Regions from separate parts of the Mus musculus genome. Here all the other regions are linked to region 1. A link is a contact called in public promoter capture Hi-C data. All regions are on one chromosome and are shown on one strand. Each heading gives the region's core, a stretch centred on a gene start, on an enhancer-like site or on the middle of the called end of the contact. The rest is flanking DNA. Distances are from core to core; before and after follow the strand shown.

Region 1 (4,848 bases), core at 958-3,457:
CCTTGGTCTTGTGTCATTTCACTCTGGTGCTTGTGACAGTAGGTGGATCTTGCTGGTATTGCTCTCCAGTAAGACTAACAAGATAACAATTGTAGTATGGCTTTCTTCTCCATGACATTCCCAGAGCCACCTTGGGGTAGAGAGTGCCTGTTAGCCACAATAACCAACTGAGCAGAACAATACAGTACTGTCTAGGTCTGCAGTAATGGTAATGATACTCCCTCGTTAGAAAAGGGGAGGCCCATAGGTCCCTCAGCTGGGTTTCTAGTTACTCCTCTTGGCCTTCCTCCTAGGTGCATGTGATCTTGAAGGGTTTGACAAAACTCTTCCTGGGGAGACAGAACACACACCTACTCATCCCAGGTAAGGAACCCACAACAGAGCGAAGCCCTCCTTGGTGAACCAACAAGGTTATTGAGGTTTCTTACAGGGATATAGGTGATAGGTTACTTAAGGAGCAGAAATGACTCAAAGACAGCTGCACAGCAGGCTGGGAGCCTGGAGCACACTGCACAGCCTGCAGGCAGGGGAGGAGTTTGGAGAGTCCTTTCCAGGTATCTCAGATGGCCTAAACCTCTTCCAGGCAGCCCAGCTGCTTTCTGGTTTGTCAAGGCAGCTGGTCTGGTCTGAGTCTACTGTGCAGCTTTTCTCCTCTGAGAGTCTTTTGTGCAGCTCAGTTTCACCTGTCTCAGCTTTTATTATTTCTCTGACAGGGAGGGACCAAGTGTATTTGGTCAGTTTCAAGGACTTCCTGAAACTATTTTGAATTTTTTAACCTTCCTGCTTAAGGAGTTTTTCTGAAGAATAGAATGCTCCAATCTTGGGGAAAACTGTTATACAAGGAGAAAACGAATCTTCCTTTCAAATCCAGAGACCAAAGTGGGCTTAGGTCTTTAGAATGGGAAGAGCTTCATACTATATAAACTAGGTTTGGGGCATAGACTTTGAGATTTCTTCCTATTCTGCTATTCTGTATCTCTAGAACTTTCTAGTGGGTGACCTGTTTCAGTTGTGTTTTCCGATAGTCAGAAGTGACAAGGGAGTGTTGTCTTCTACTTTTTGTTGGATCTCATATATTTGCTGATGGTATCTCTTGCTAGAATACTTTTATCATGGTCTAAAAGTCTCCAGCAACACAGGTGGAGTCATTTGGTCCAGGGAGCCCTGACAGGTAGAAGTTCACGTGCATTGGGTGCCTCCTTTTCTAGAGGCTGGGTCTTTTCATCTGGATCTATAGCTAGGCCTCCGGGCAGCAATTAGGGTTCCCCTAAAACAGCCTTTCTTTTATTCATTTTCTTCTTCCTTTTTTTCTCCCCCTTTTCATGAGGAGGCTTCCTTGGCGACATCTTTTCTCTTACATTCTCCACCATATTGAAACTACAATTTCCCCCCATCTATCTGTAAGAAGGCCCTACAGCTCCACTCTTGGATTCTGCTATAGGTATGCGCCCCTCAGAGTGTGGTCCTCCTCGAGGTGAAGCAGAGAAAAGTGGGTGTCCCCAGGACAGCTAGGGGCAGGTGAGTTTTGGGACTGGGAACCAGATTTACTCTGGAGTCTCAGAAAAGAGGAAAATCAACACTTGTCCGTACATAAAGCCTTTGCTTGTTTTCACTCTCCACAGCAAGCACCGGACGAGGAGCCTTCCAAAGTCTAAAGTACAATGACAGAAGAAACCAGGGAGCGACAAGGAGGAAATAAGAGGCAGAAGGAAGACCTCAGACAATAAATAGGGCTGTGAGGGAAAGGAAAACAGAAAGAGATAGAGAGGGTGGGAGCGACCTAGAGAGGAAGCAAGGAAGAAGCAAGAAGGAGGGGACAAGTGAGACGATGAGTGAAGTAATAGACGCACGATGAAGAGGGAAGGAAGTAATGCAGGAGAAACGAAGAAATGACTGGGGGAGGAAACGGGAAAGTGAGGGAAGGAAGGAGTCGATGAGGGAGATGGTGAGTGAAAGGGTGTGAAGAGACAAGCCAGTGAAGAAGCTATGAGTGAGAGAATGAGTGAGGGTTAGAATGAGGCCAGGAGAAAGGGAAAGAAGGAGGGCCTAGGTTTGCACCTTCAATAGGCACCTCGAGGGTGGAGCTTCCGGACAGCGGATCCTTCGGAAGAGCAGCCGGGGTCTGACCCTTCAGCCTCTTCCCGCCCCGCCCAACAGCGACCCCCCCTAGAGTCCCCTTGCGCCTGCGCGGCATCCCACGTGACGGAGAGGCTCCGCCCCCACCTCCAGCCTCCCGCCTCCCGCCTGCTGCGAGAGCGGCCTCAGCTTGCGGCAGCACCAGGTCAGCTGCGAGGCATGTACCGTGCGGGCCCGGCAGGCCTTCTTCGCCGAGCTTGTGCTGCACGCGGGGATGGGAGAGGGAGCGGGGATGGCGGAGGGCGCGGAGATCTGGGCCAAGTACCGCGGGCGCCTGGGGCGGGCACGGGCGACTGCCTGACGTGGCGGGGGCTTGGCCGGGCGACCCCCGGGCGTCCGGCGCGGGCCTGGCGCTGTGGCGCGGGCCCGCCGAGGCCTGCGCGTGGCTGAAGCGGACCGTGGCCCTCGCAGCCCGGTTGGTCAGGTTCTGTCGCCAGCCGTGGGTCCGAGTGTGGCCTCTGGCCTGTCCCCGTCCCTCGAAGCTATTCGAGCAGGGATTGCAACAGGCAGCGGGCGGGCCTGGCTGCCTCTCCCGGCGTGACCTCAAGCTCATCAGCCGCGGCTGCGGTTGTTGAGAGAAGCCGGAGAGCAAGCGCTGTCAGTGCAAAATCCCCGGATTGTACTAGTTTAGATCCTGTACAGGCCGAACGAACGGACCTGTCCGGGCGCAACGGGGCCACCTTCTGCCCGCGGCTGCTTCCTAGGGTAAGGCCTGATCTCCGAGATGCTCCTCGTCCGTGCTCTGGGAAAGAAGCCATAGAGCACGTCAACACCTCTTGGATGCTCCCTCCCACCCCCGTGGTAATAAGGACCCGCTCCCTCTTCTGCTCTTCCCAAGCTGCTGTTTTTCCTTTTGTTGCACACCTTACGTTGTGGTTCAGATGCGTTGAGGACAGATACGGAATGGGAGCCCCCACAGAAGGTTGAGGATGCCTTTCCAGTAAATGATTCCTTGAAGATTCCTCTAAAATTTGTTTCAGTGCACAGCTGTTTGTAGTAGCAAACAATGGTAGGGAACCTAGTTTATATGTGTGAGAGGGGCATGAAGTTATAAGCAGAAGCTAAAGGAATGTGTAGAGGAATATCTTAGATCTGCAGTCACCGTAGTCTCCTTAATGTTTTGTCGTTTAAAAAAAAAGAGTGAAGCCAGGTGTGGTGGTCCCTGCCTTTAATCCCAGCACTCTGGAGGTAGAGTTCTGTGAGTTTGAGGCCAGGCTGATCACCAAAGAGTTCCGTGACAGCGAAGGCTGTTAGAAACAAGTGGTCTGTATGTGCACCTGGGTGAAGGTGCTCTAGAGACCAGCAGAGGGCGCCTCCACCCGATGTCAGCGCTGGGAGCTCCAGTTCCGGGCAGGAATAGTTTTGCATTAAGTGCACTGAGCACTCTAACCCCACCTCTTCCTTATAGGCAACTTTGTGATCTTTTTGTATCAGCACTCCGGAGTGGTGGAGTTACAGATCTGTTACCATCCTGTCTGGCTATACCAGAGATTCTGGATGTTGTTGCATTCTTGATTGTACTGAATTTCTTTTCTTGAGCTTTTCTTGTGCTCTGCCTGTCCAAAGGAGTAGCCATCTGTTTTACTGTACTTGTTTTTGTGGTGGCCGTTTAGAGAGCAGATGATATCCATCCCCTTCCAAGAGGGCAGACAGGCTGCTCAGCTGACAACTGTGAGGACCACCTCCACATGTGCATGGTGGGGGAGGGTCAGTGTCTGTTAGGACAATTAATCACCCACAGATGGGGAAGCCTTCCAGGACTCTGAGGTTTGGAGATAGCAGCCAGAGTTTGGTTAGCAGATATTGCCATAGAAACTAACCCTGAGTTGCTTGTGAGACAAACTGTCAAGGGTAGAGAAGACAGGTTCACTATCAGAGCATGTTTTTTTGAGATTGTATGAAGGTGCTAGGTAGATGTGATCAACTAGAGTCACGGCCAGAATAGGACTATGAGAAAAGAACACAGTTCTGTTCAGAGGACTTCAGGTGTCCCTATGGGTCTAAGAACTGGCAGTGGGGCAGGCAGGAGAAGGAAGTGAGGTTTTGAGCTAAGTCACAGGGAGCCCCAAGTATGAAGCAGTGAGATAGCACTTGGTAAGTAACTATAGTATGATCACAGGAGTATTTTTGGTCCCCTGTTCAGAGGAAACTGGGGATGTTGATGTTGAAGCAAGACGAGAGTTAGGGAAATCCTTTGGAACAACAGTCCTATGCTGGGACTCCAAACAGTGGCCACTGGAAAAAATAAGGGGATGACTGCAAGATATAGGAGGAGAATCAAGAACAAAGGATCTTATAAAACATAGCCTTAAGAAGAAAAAGAGATCGCTGAGACTAGGAGGTTTCAGGTAGAAATGTAGTGTGTAACTGACACAAACAGACTAGTTAGAAGGGATTCTGGCTGGAGACGCCATTGAGAATACGTGCCCCGGGGACAGGGTGCACTGAAGGAAGGGAAGAAAGAGGTCAGGAGAGGAGCAATTATTCTAAGGTAGAGTTCCAGGCTGGAGGGATCCTAACCCAGAAATAGTTGGCAAGACATAATATAACCATCTCCAGGGCCTTGTGAGAAGGCATCTGGTTCAGGTAGAAGGAAGGTGTGGGTAAGCCAATAGAGGCCCTACATCCAGGAGACAGATGGAAGAGAAGGGAGCACATGTGATGGGAGGCAGGAGAGGCTTGAGAGCACATAGGTCCCGAAGAGGAGATGGG
Region 2 (4,848 bases), core at 1,084-3,583, 180 kb before region 1:
CAATGATGCTGGTGGCTACAAAGGTATAGGCCAGCAGGGTGCCGATGGATAGGAACTGGACCAGTGCCTCAAGGTCCAGCAGCAGTGCCAGGAGGGCCATGAGGACCCCAAACACCAGGATTCCTACCACAGGCACCTGTGTCCGGGGGTGTACACGGGCAAACACCTGGAAGAAGAGCCCATCGGCAGCCATGGCGTAGACAATGCGCGGCAGGGAGAAGAGGTTGCTGAGCAGGACGGTGTTCATGGCTGCAGCAGAGCACAGGGAGCAGTCAGCACAGCAGATAAGCTCAGAGCGGGCCACTGCTAGGCTCACAGATAGAATGTGTACTGAGGGTGTCAGCTTCTCACCTCCCACCCAGGACTGGGGCACTTCTGTTCAGGCCAATTAATGAACCTTTTGAAAGCTCGCCGTCTGCCTGTAAGCAGAACCTGTGCCACCAGACTGATATTCTGTGTACAATTTGTGGGGAGAGGGTCTGCCAGCAAGTCTGTGTTTTCATGAACTCATTATACAAGTAGTAAAGCTGGAGCATGGATAGAAGTATTTTGAGAGGTTTGGGGCAGGGCCCTCTACCTTGTCCCCTCCCACCCTGCCCAGAAGGGACCCTTACCACAGATAGAGCCAACTGCCACAATGAAGCCAGCCCAGCTGTAACCCCGCCTGTAGAAAGCATCAGCAAGCGCCGAGTCAGGGTCTAGGCTGTGCCAAGGTACCATGAGGGTTAACACAGTGGAGACCAGAATATAGGCACCAGCTGCCAGGCTGAGGGAGATGGCGATGGCCATGGGCACCGCCCACCGTGGGTTTTTGGCCTCCTCACTGGAGGCAGCAATAACATCAAATCCCACGAAGGCATAGAAACAGGTGGCTGTGCCAGCCAGGATGCCAGAGAAGCCGAAGGGTGCGAAACCACCTTCTTCTGCACTCCAGTTGTGAGGACGGGCCAGGATGAAACCCAGGACAATGATGAAGAGGATCACAATCAGACTGATGGCTGAGAACGTGTGATTAAGCCAGGAGGAGACTCGGGCTCCGCAGGAGACAAAGGCAGAAGCCACGAGTAAAATGCCAGCGGCCAGAAAATCTGGATAGTGAGCTAGGAAGGGCACCTGCCAGACGCCCAGGTGAGACTCCGTGAAGTTGCGAATGCTGTGGTTAAAGATGGCATCCAAATAGCCACTCCAGGCACGGGCTACAGCGGCACCTCCAATGAGGTATTCTAGAAGCACATTCCAGCCTATGAGGAATGCCCATATCTCCCCCATGGACACGTACGTGAATAGGTATGCTGAGCCAGTACGGGGCACACGGGCTCCAAACTCTGCATAGCATAGGGCCGCCAGCAGGGAGGCTACAGCGGCCACCAAAAAGGACAAGAGCACAGCGGGGCCAGCCATGTCCTTGGCCACTGTGCCTGTGAGCACATAGAGCCCAGATCCCACCATGCCACCCACACCCAGTAGAGTCAAGTCCAGTGTGGACAGGCAGCGCCGCAGTGATGTCTCCATGCTAGACTCTTCCAGTGGCTTCAGACGGTTCAGTTTCTGGCAGAAGCGTGCCAAACAGGCAGTACTGGGCAGTCCCCGGGCCATGGCAGACGGAGTACTGAACCAGTTTCTGGAACCTACTGGGGACAGACAGCGGGAATAACCAACCATCCTCCATTCTTTCATAGACAGCCCACCCCAGTCCTCGCCTCCTCTCCTTAGGAGCCCAGGTCAGCTGCACCATGGACCTACTTTAGAAGGCTTGAATGGGACGCGTGTCAGGGACTGTGGGCAGAGGGATAGAACGCATGGAAGTCCTTCCTGTCAGCTTTCAGGGCAGTGGAACTGGCAGAGAGAAGCAGACCTGCAGCGGACCTGCGAACCAGGTAGGTGGTTCTGTGAGTGAGTGGGAGGTTGCTTAAGAACAGGCTTGGAACAGGCTGCACCACGAGCAAGAAGAAATGGGAGGCTTCCCTGGAGCAGTGCCAGGTTGTCAGGACCCGGAACAGGAGCCGCTCCTGCAGCCGGGAACGTGGCCAAAGGGACATGGCCTCAGAGAAAAGCGATCACCCCCTCTTCTGCCAGGTTGGAGGAACAGCTCACCTGAAGCCAGGAGGCCAGAGCTGCAAGGGCCCCGATTCCCGATTCCCGGATGTGAAAGCTGTGGTGCACCTCCCCTCGCCATATGCTCCGCAGCCACAGCTGCTGAGGCTAGCTGCCTCCGCCATGTCCCTGTGCCCCTAGACGCCCAAGCCTTCTCTTGCATTTACGTTCCCGCAGCAGCGGTCCCTCCAGACCCGCTATGACCCACCTGCTGTCGCCGTCGCTGCCACCGTGCGCACTGCGCCTGCCCCACTAGTTTACAACGCCTGCGTGCAGGGCCCGCCCCTCGCTGCCAGGCGCCAGATAAACCCGAGCCTCACGACTCACATCACTGGTTGGGTTCTGTACAGGGTCCCCGCACCGCACCACGTCACGTATCAGAATAACCCTCTAAGCGAGTAAACTTCCAACATCGAGACTAGAGCTGACCTGGGTCCTAGGGCTTACTCCACATTTCATCCACCTCCCTAGGTGAGGAAGCCTGCTCGACTAACCTGCTGAGCCCCTTCTCTGGGTCCAGGTTGGGGGTAGAGCCAAGCCTGATACCGCCCCAGAGCAATTACTCTCCTTGATCTCCCTCCACCCCAACACAACTACAATTGGAAAACGTCCAGGTCCCCACCACGGAGCCTGCAAATGTCCAGCACAGTGAGATGAAGACAGGGGTCTGGCAGAGTGACCCTGGCACTCTAAACCTCAGTGGAGTGGCAGTAAGCACCTTGCACACTAGGCTAGAGAGGGCAGCCTTCCGGACGTGTTCTGTGAATTGGCAGAATTTACAAAGCTATTGTCTGTCTGGTAGTGTCCCATAAAAGGACAGTAGCCAGCATCAGAAGACAGCTTGCAACTCTACAGCAGGACTGCCACTTAGGCCCTCAAATATCAGTGACAGCCTCAGAGCACCTGACAGGACCTGGACATTCTTAAAGGACTCTCCATTCATGATAGCCAGCAGCTCTCCGCATTTGTCACCAGCGTTCCCGCCATCAGGGTGCCTGGGTCAGCTACGGCATAAAATCTCCAGAGTCCGCTTATGCTTAGCTCTGAGGAATCTTTTCTCTCTCTCTTCTTCTCAGATTGAAAACAAAGGTGGCAGCTAGGTAGGGTGACCTATGCCTGTAATTCTGGCACTTGGAGGATCAAAAGATTGAAGACCATGTATAAGTATGTATACATAGTTTTCATATATGTATGTGTGGCAATACATATGTGGTGAGGTGCTGACTTGTTGACAGCAAGACAATAGCCCAGCAAAGCCAAGTCGGGCAAAACCGAGGTAGGCATGTTTCTCCCAGAACTTTATATATTTGACCTACAATACATATCTAATGTAGTTAGTATGTATATGCAATAAAATAAACATACAACTATATAATATATACTTGATTATATATGATGATAGAGTGATATAAATACACCACTAAAAATCTATATTTCATACACACAAATATTCAAATTTATGGATGATTACTGGAAACTTAGGATGCAGTCTGCATGACTCATTCAGATGAGGACAAAGCGGTTGGGTGACATTCCAGATACACAGGGACACTTGGAACACTGTGACCTCCTGATAGCCAACATCATCTGAAGGTGCTGCTGCTGTTTAGCGCACTCCCCCATCTCCTCGCCCTCACTTCCTGGACTTAACCAAGCCAGTGCTCCTCATCATGAGACACTTCCACAAAAGCCTAGAAAGAAGCAAGCAGACCGAGAGACCTGGGCGTTTCTGTAGTGCTAACCTCATCTCACCGCCACCATAAGCACCAGCATACAACTGGCATTTGATGCTAACGCTGGGCGATGCAGCAATGTGTTCTACTTTCTAGTTATGAGGTTGAGCAAGTGCTGGACCTCAGTGAGCAAGGCCATGACACGGAGTAGCCTTCTAAGGATGCCGTGAAGAGGAAGCACCAGGGAAGACAGGAAGACGCATTTCCCACTGACTCTGAAAGGCCTGGAGTACCTGACACTAAAATGAACAGCACATGAGAAACTGAGCTCCCAGCCAGTAATATTTGGGTAGATCCAGGACTCCTCAGCAAAATGCTAGCAAAGAGCCAGAGAGACCGCTCAGCAGGCAGACACCTGCTGCCTACCATGAACATTTGAGTTCCACTCCCTAAGCTTGATGGAGAGACCTGACTGCAGTCAGTTGTCCTCTGACCTCTACATGTGTACTGTGGCATGTGCACATGCATGCATGCACACACATACTTGTACACATATTACCTAACAAGTCGTATTTTTTAAGATTTTATTTGTATTATTCTAATTATGTGTTTATGTGTGGGCAAGAGACATGTGCAACTCATACAGTGCCCACATATGCCATAAGAGGACACCTGATCCCCTGGAGCTGGAGTTATAGGTAGTTGTAGCACCTGATGTGGGTGATGGGAACTGAACTTGGGTCCTATACAAGAGCAACATGTACTCTTTACCACTGAGTCATCTCTCCAGACCCTAGTTTATTTATTTTTATTTTATGTACATTGATGTTTTAGCTGCAGGTATTGGCTGTATTAGGGTACTGGATTCCCAAAAGCAGGAGTTACAGACAGCTGTGGGTTGCCATGTGAGTACTGGGAATCAAACACAGGTTTTCTGGAAGAACAGCCACTGAGAAATCTCTCTAGCCCTAAAATCTTTTCAAAAGAAAAAATGCTAACAAATTACACACACACACACACACACACACACACACACACACGAGAGTCACACGGGATATATCCCAAGAATGCAAAGTTGACT
Region 3 (4,848 bases), core at 680-3,179, 140 kb before region 1:
AAAGTCATTAGCTGCTACTGAGCACACACGTCAGGAAGGAGGCGAGGGGAGCCAGGGTAAGATTCAGCAAGTCTGCCAAAAACAAATGCAGTATTCAGTGAGTCCTGTGGCATTCAGGGCAGACCTGTTCCAAGACTTGTCCAAGACTTGTCCACTGTGGCTATCTGGGTCATGGTCCTGAAAACCTAGCCTTTAATCCCATCACCCTGAAGGCAGAGTTTGAAGCCTGCCTGGTCTACATAGTGAGTTCCAGAAAAGAAACAAAACAAAACCCATAAAACAACAACACCAAAACAAAACAACAACAACAAAAATAAAGTGGGGAGCTGGGTGGTGGTGGCACATGCCTTTAATCCCAGTACTCGGGAGGCAGAGGCAGGCAGATTTCTGACTTCGAGGCCAGCCTGGTCTACAGAGTGAGTTCCAGGACAGCCAGGGCTACACAGAGAAACCCTGTCTCGAAAAAACAAAAAAGAAAAAGAAAAGGAAAGGTATGGGAACAGAAAAATAAATATAAATATTTGGGACAAGAGAGGAAGAGAGAGAGAGAGAGAGAGAGAGAGAGAGAGAGAGAGAGAACATGGACAGAGTATGTATCGTGCTGTGGTGGGGCTTTTTCAGAGTAGCAGATGAGATTTGGAAGAGTTCCAAAGCAGGCGTGTCTGCAGGGACTTGCAACCTGCCCAAGTCCATGCAGCCCATCTCCTTGGTGCTCAGCACCTTTTTCCCTTCATGCCCAGCTTTTGCAGCGTGGCCTCCCCCAGACCTGTGAAAGCCCTGAGTCTAGCCTCTGTCAGTCGAGCACCCTGAAAAAGGTGAGTGTTGGGCCCGCGTACCTCCTCCACTTCCCTCTCCCGCCTCTTCCCCTGACCACCACTCCCCACCCCAATTCCCTTCCACCCTGCAGAATTCGCTGCAGTCTAGCAGGTGAGGAGCCTCCACAGCGCCAGCTACTGGCCACCTCTTTCCTTGCCAGGCCCTGCAGCTCCCAGTCTGTAGCGGCTCCAACAACCCAGGGCAAGCATCCCGAGAGGTTTTTACATACTTGCTTGACTTGTTCTGAGTGCTTAATGTGAATAGGGCAGTATGTTAGCCATGGGAATGGTGTGGTGGAAAGCTGTCCGCTGCCTGACGATCAGATCCCTGATAGACGGATTTAGGTAGCAGCACCCAGAACCGTGCCTGGCATATGCTGGGTACTTGGTAAATCCTGTTGGATGATGGGTATTTAGGATTGCATGTACTTATCTATTTTGTGCAGGTTTCTTCCTTGAAGCACTCTTTAAGGGCTCTAAAAAAACAACTTTTAAAATTTTTATTAGCTTAAGAAGTATGAGGATTTTTGTTTTGTTTTCGAGACAGGGTTTATGTAGCCCTGATTGTCCTAGAACTCACCCTGAAGACCAAGCTGGCCTCAGAATCACAGAGATCTGCCTGCCTGCCTCTGCCTCCCTAGTGATGGGATTAAAGGCGTGTGCTGCCACCAACACCTGGTTTATTGGGGGTGGGGGTGTTATTTGTGTACTTGTATATTTGTTGGTTCTTAACCAGGAAGAATTCTTTCAAAGAAGTTTCAATTATTGATTGCTTGATTGTTTGTCTTTTCAAGACAGGGTTTCTCTGTGTAATCCTGGCTATCTTGAACCTCTGGCTTTGAACTCAAGAGATCTGCCTGCCTCTGCCTCCAGAACGCATGGATTAAAAGCGTGTGTCACCAGGGCAACAACCTCTTTCTAGAAACTTTTCATTTCATGTAGTCCCATTTTAATTCTCCAGGCTATTTCTGTGTCAGTGAAGTACAGTGTTGAAAAGTCTTGCCTATATCTATTTTTCTAGACGCGTATTCCTGTTGTCTTCTGTATTTCAGACCTTACTTTGATCCTCTCGGATTCCCGCCAAACTAAGGGGGCGTGGCACCCGGCGCAGCTTGATGACGACATTAGGCGCCGAGTGTCCGAATGGCGGCTCCCTTCTCTGAGAAGCTCGAGATTTGTGCTATCAGCACGGCAGGTGAGTGGCGGGAGCCGCGCGCGAGGCAGCCCAGCACCGTGCGGTTTTCTCGGGTCCCCGCCGAGGCTGGCTCCGTTCCTCCTCGAGCTGTGGGGGACTTGGGCCTCCCGACAGCTCGGCCTGTACGGGGCCGGCCGGGAGCCCAGGGCCCGGCTGCAACCTCACGCCGCTCTCCAGGGTCATGGCTTTCTGCCGCCTTCCTGCGTGGTCCTCGCAGACGGTCCGGGTAGGGGGTGGATGAACGCTCGATGTGAGAGTTGAGGGAGGGGGACTTGGAGGGAAAGTTGAACCTTGGGCTCAGCTAGCGATGTTTGGTAGTAGAACTCGTTGTGGGTTTAGGTTCTACCTTGCGACTTTCCCGAGCCTCAGTTTCCTCCTCTGTAATGTAATAGGGTAGTCTCGAAACTTTGGAGGTATAGGAAGTTGTGATCAACAAATGAGGGCACGCCGCAGCTTCTCAGAGTCAGCCGAGGGAGTTCTTGACAGTGGCGCGCTAAGCTTGGCTGGAGTTCGTAGTCATTAGAAACCTCAAAAACAGTCGCAAGCAGTTCTTGAAGAAAGTGGACTTTGAGGGGTCGACCGAAGCAAAGGCCTTCGGCACTGCATGCACGCTGGCTTCGGGCGTGGGTGACAGGGCCTAAAAGCAAGAGTATCAGTGTCGTTGCCCTATTCGTGGAATCGTGGAAAGACCTTCGTTAGACATCTCTGATTTTTCAACTGTCTGCTTCTTCTGAGGAGAGAGTTGACTTCTTGTCTCCTTTAGATCTCTGCCCTTATCGAGTAGTCCACAATTTTATGCTGCCCTGATCATTTCATGGTAGTTTGCAATGTAGGTCAGGACTGAAACATTTTCAGTTTTCCTTAACACTGAGACTGAATTAAGAATTGGAAAAAAAAAAACAAAACAAAACCCAAAACCTAAGAATTGTTTCTCTTGCCACATGGCAAAGATTGGTGGTCTTTCAAAACCACAACTGCCTTAAACTCCTACTGTCTGGCTTCTCTCCTTGCAGACTGGCATTGCCAGCTTAGCACCTTTTCTCCTGTAGTGAGCAGGGCTGAGACAGAAAAGCTATCACTAGTCCATCGGTGGCACACAGTAGGCTCTCTGCTCTTTCCAGCTCTTGATTGTTTTGTGTTTCTTACCATAGGCACTGGGAGGTAGGAAGCTGCAGGGCTATGCCTAATTTTTGGTGGTGAGTTCAAATTCTTCCTTCATAGAACTTCTTCATTTGTCGCAAGAAGCACACATTACTTGCTTCACCCTTCTCTTACAGACACGAGATTTGTAAGGAGTTTGCTAGACTCTTGGCTCTGCTGATTGCTAGGTGGGTGCTGAGAAGTCTTTTGCTGTTTTTTACCCTTGTTTCCTGATTTGCATCAGCCTTGTGGGCTGTGAAGATGTATTTCCTAGTGGTGCTTTACCTAGCCCCCTTTGTGTTTGTTTTCCCATAGTCACATAGTGACCAGTTCAGGCAGGCACTAGGGTATTAGAAGGTCCAGATCAAGACTTGCTTTAATCTTCAGGCTCTAGGGAAGAATATGATTCCAGGCTTATTCAAGATGCTGCCAGAATCCAGTTTCTTTGAGGTCTTGAATTCTTGCTAAGCTATGCTCTATGTCTTAAAGTCCACTGACATTGTACTGTAGTTGGTTCTTTTAAAGTCTCTTTAGAATAGCACTTAGATGAGTGTTTGATTGAATTGACAAGCAAGAAGAGTCTTGGGGGTTAGTCAGGAATTCTGCCTGTTGCTGGTGATTAGGTAAGGAAATAAATGAAAAGCTCTTAGTGTCATCCTGGCATCTAACAAGTGCTATAGAAGCATTATCAAGGAGTTGCCACCACAAAGCTAGTTCTGAAGCTGGCTACTGTGATCTGTATGAGTTTGCATTTTAAAAATCAAAGGAATATGTGATGTAATTTGTGCTGAGTTCAAATGTTCTCCTGGGCATCCTGAAATTCTGTGGTATAGAAGATATTGAGATTTTGTCTTTGTTTTTCCACAGTGGTTCCCTAAGGCAGCCGTTTCTTGCCGGCCCTGGGAGTCTGCTATGGCGTTCCCTCACCTACAACAGCCTAGTTTCCTTCTGGTAAGTGTCACCTGCCTTTGGAAGGTTGATGATGATGGTTCTATAGCTGAGGAACTTAAAACTTTTTCCCACTGATTTGAAGGACTCATTTTTACGAGACAAGCTGCCTTTCTTTGGTTTTTGTGTGGGTGTGTCTGTGTGTGTGTGTGTGTGGGTGGGTGTGGTTTATTTTATTTATTTATTTTTGAGATAGGGTTTCTGTATGTAGCCCTGGCTGTCCTGGAACTCACTCTGAGACCAGACTGGCTTTGAATGTACAGAGATCCAACTGCCTCTGCCTCCTGAGTGTTGGCACTAAAGGTGTGTGTCACCTGGCTCTTGAACCCAAATCCCTCCTGCCTCAGCTTCCCATGAACTGGGATCATTGTGGGCCGGTGATTCAAAAACTCTCGACTGGGTCGATCTATCTATCTTTCTTTCTTTCTTTCTTTCTTTCTTTCTTTCTTTCTTTCTTTCTTTCTAGTAAAGAATACCAGATCAGCATTAGAATGCTTACCATGCCTTCTGAGTGCAGGATATTGGGTGTGTTCAGTCTCTGAACTCTGATTTTCTTATTACCAAGATAATTGATTCAGCCAGTACTGGGGAGGCTGAGACAGGAAGGTCATTAAGAGTTCATGACCAAGGTGGCGCACATCTTAAATCCCAGCACTTGGGAGGCAGAGGTAGGTGGATCTCCATGAGCTGGGGACAGCAGGTTCTACATTGTGAATTCCAAGTCAGCCATAGCTACACAGTCAAACTTCA

Evidence for each region. Capture Hi-C pulls out chosen DNA fragments and counts their contacts.
Region 2: a promoter capture Hi-C map of pancreatic islet shows a contact between it and region 1. The contact joins the promoter of Slc7a4 here to the promoter of Klhl22 in region 1. A contact is called at or near these places in 10 of 39 promoter capture datasets (the 3T3-L1 cell line, the C10 cell line, cranial neural crest and 5 more), 2 of 484 Hi-C or Micro-C datasets (germinal center B cells and liver), 1 of 115 datasets of contacts at active chromatin or transcription factors (pancreatic cancer cells) and 3 of 9 other capture datasets (adipose tissue, liver and pancreatic islet).
Region 3: a contact with region 1 is called in a promoter capture Hi-C map of adipose tissue. The contact joins the promoter of Smpd4 here to the promoter of Klhl22 in region 1. A contact is called at or near these places in 6 of 39 promoter capture datasets (the 3T3-L1 cell line, 3T3-L1-derived adipocytes, hippocampal neurons and 3 more), 1 of 484 Hi-C or Micro-C datasets (embryonic stem cells), 2 of 115 datasets of contacts at active chromatin or transcription factors (both in embryonic stem cells) and 4 of 9 other capture datasets (adipose tissue, embryonic stem cells, liver and 1 more).

What each region holds. Positions count from the first base shown.
Region 1 is chr16:17,757,414-17,762,261 of GRCm38.p6, forward strand. Klhl22 (kelch-like 22) reads left to right here and starts at 2,208. Exons shown (of 7, transcript NM_001359068.1): 1 at 2,208-2,281.
Region 2 is chr16:17,574,338-17,579,185 of GRCm38.p6, forward strand. It overlaps Slc7a4 (solute carrier family 7 (cationic amino acid transporter, y+ system), member 4), which reads right to left and starts at 2,334. Exons shown (of 5, transcript NM_144852.3): 1 at 2,303-2,334; 2 at 615-1,628; 3 at 1-249. The coding sequence starts at 1,596. It overlaps LOC115488657 (a long non-coding RNA gene), which reads left to right and starts at 1,542. Exons shown (of 2, transcript XR_003951946.1): 1 at 1,542-1,877; 2 at 2,077-2,420.
Region 3 is chr16:17,617,425-17,622,272 of GRCm38.p6, forward strand. Smpd4 (sphingomyelin phosphodiesterase 4) reads left to right here and starts at 1,930. Exons shown (of 19, transcript NM_001164610.1): 1 at 1,930-2,010; 2 at 4,018-4,101. The coding sequence starts at 4,063.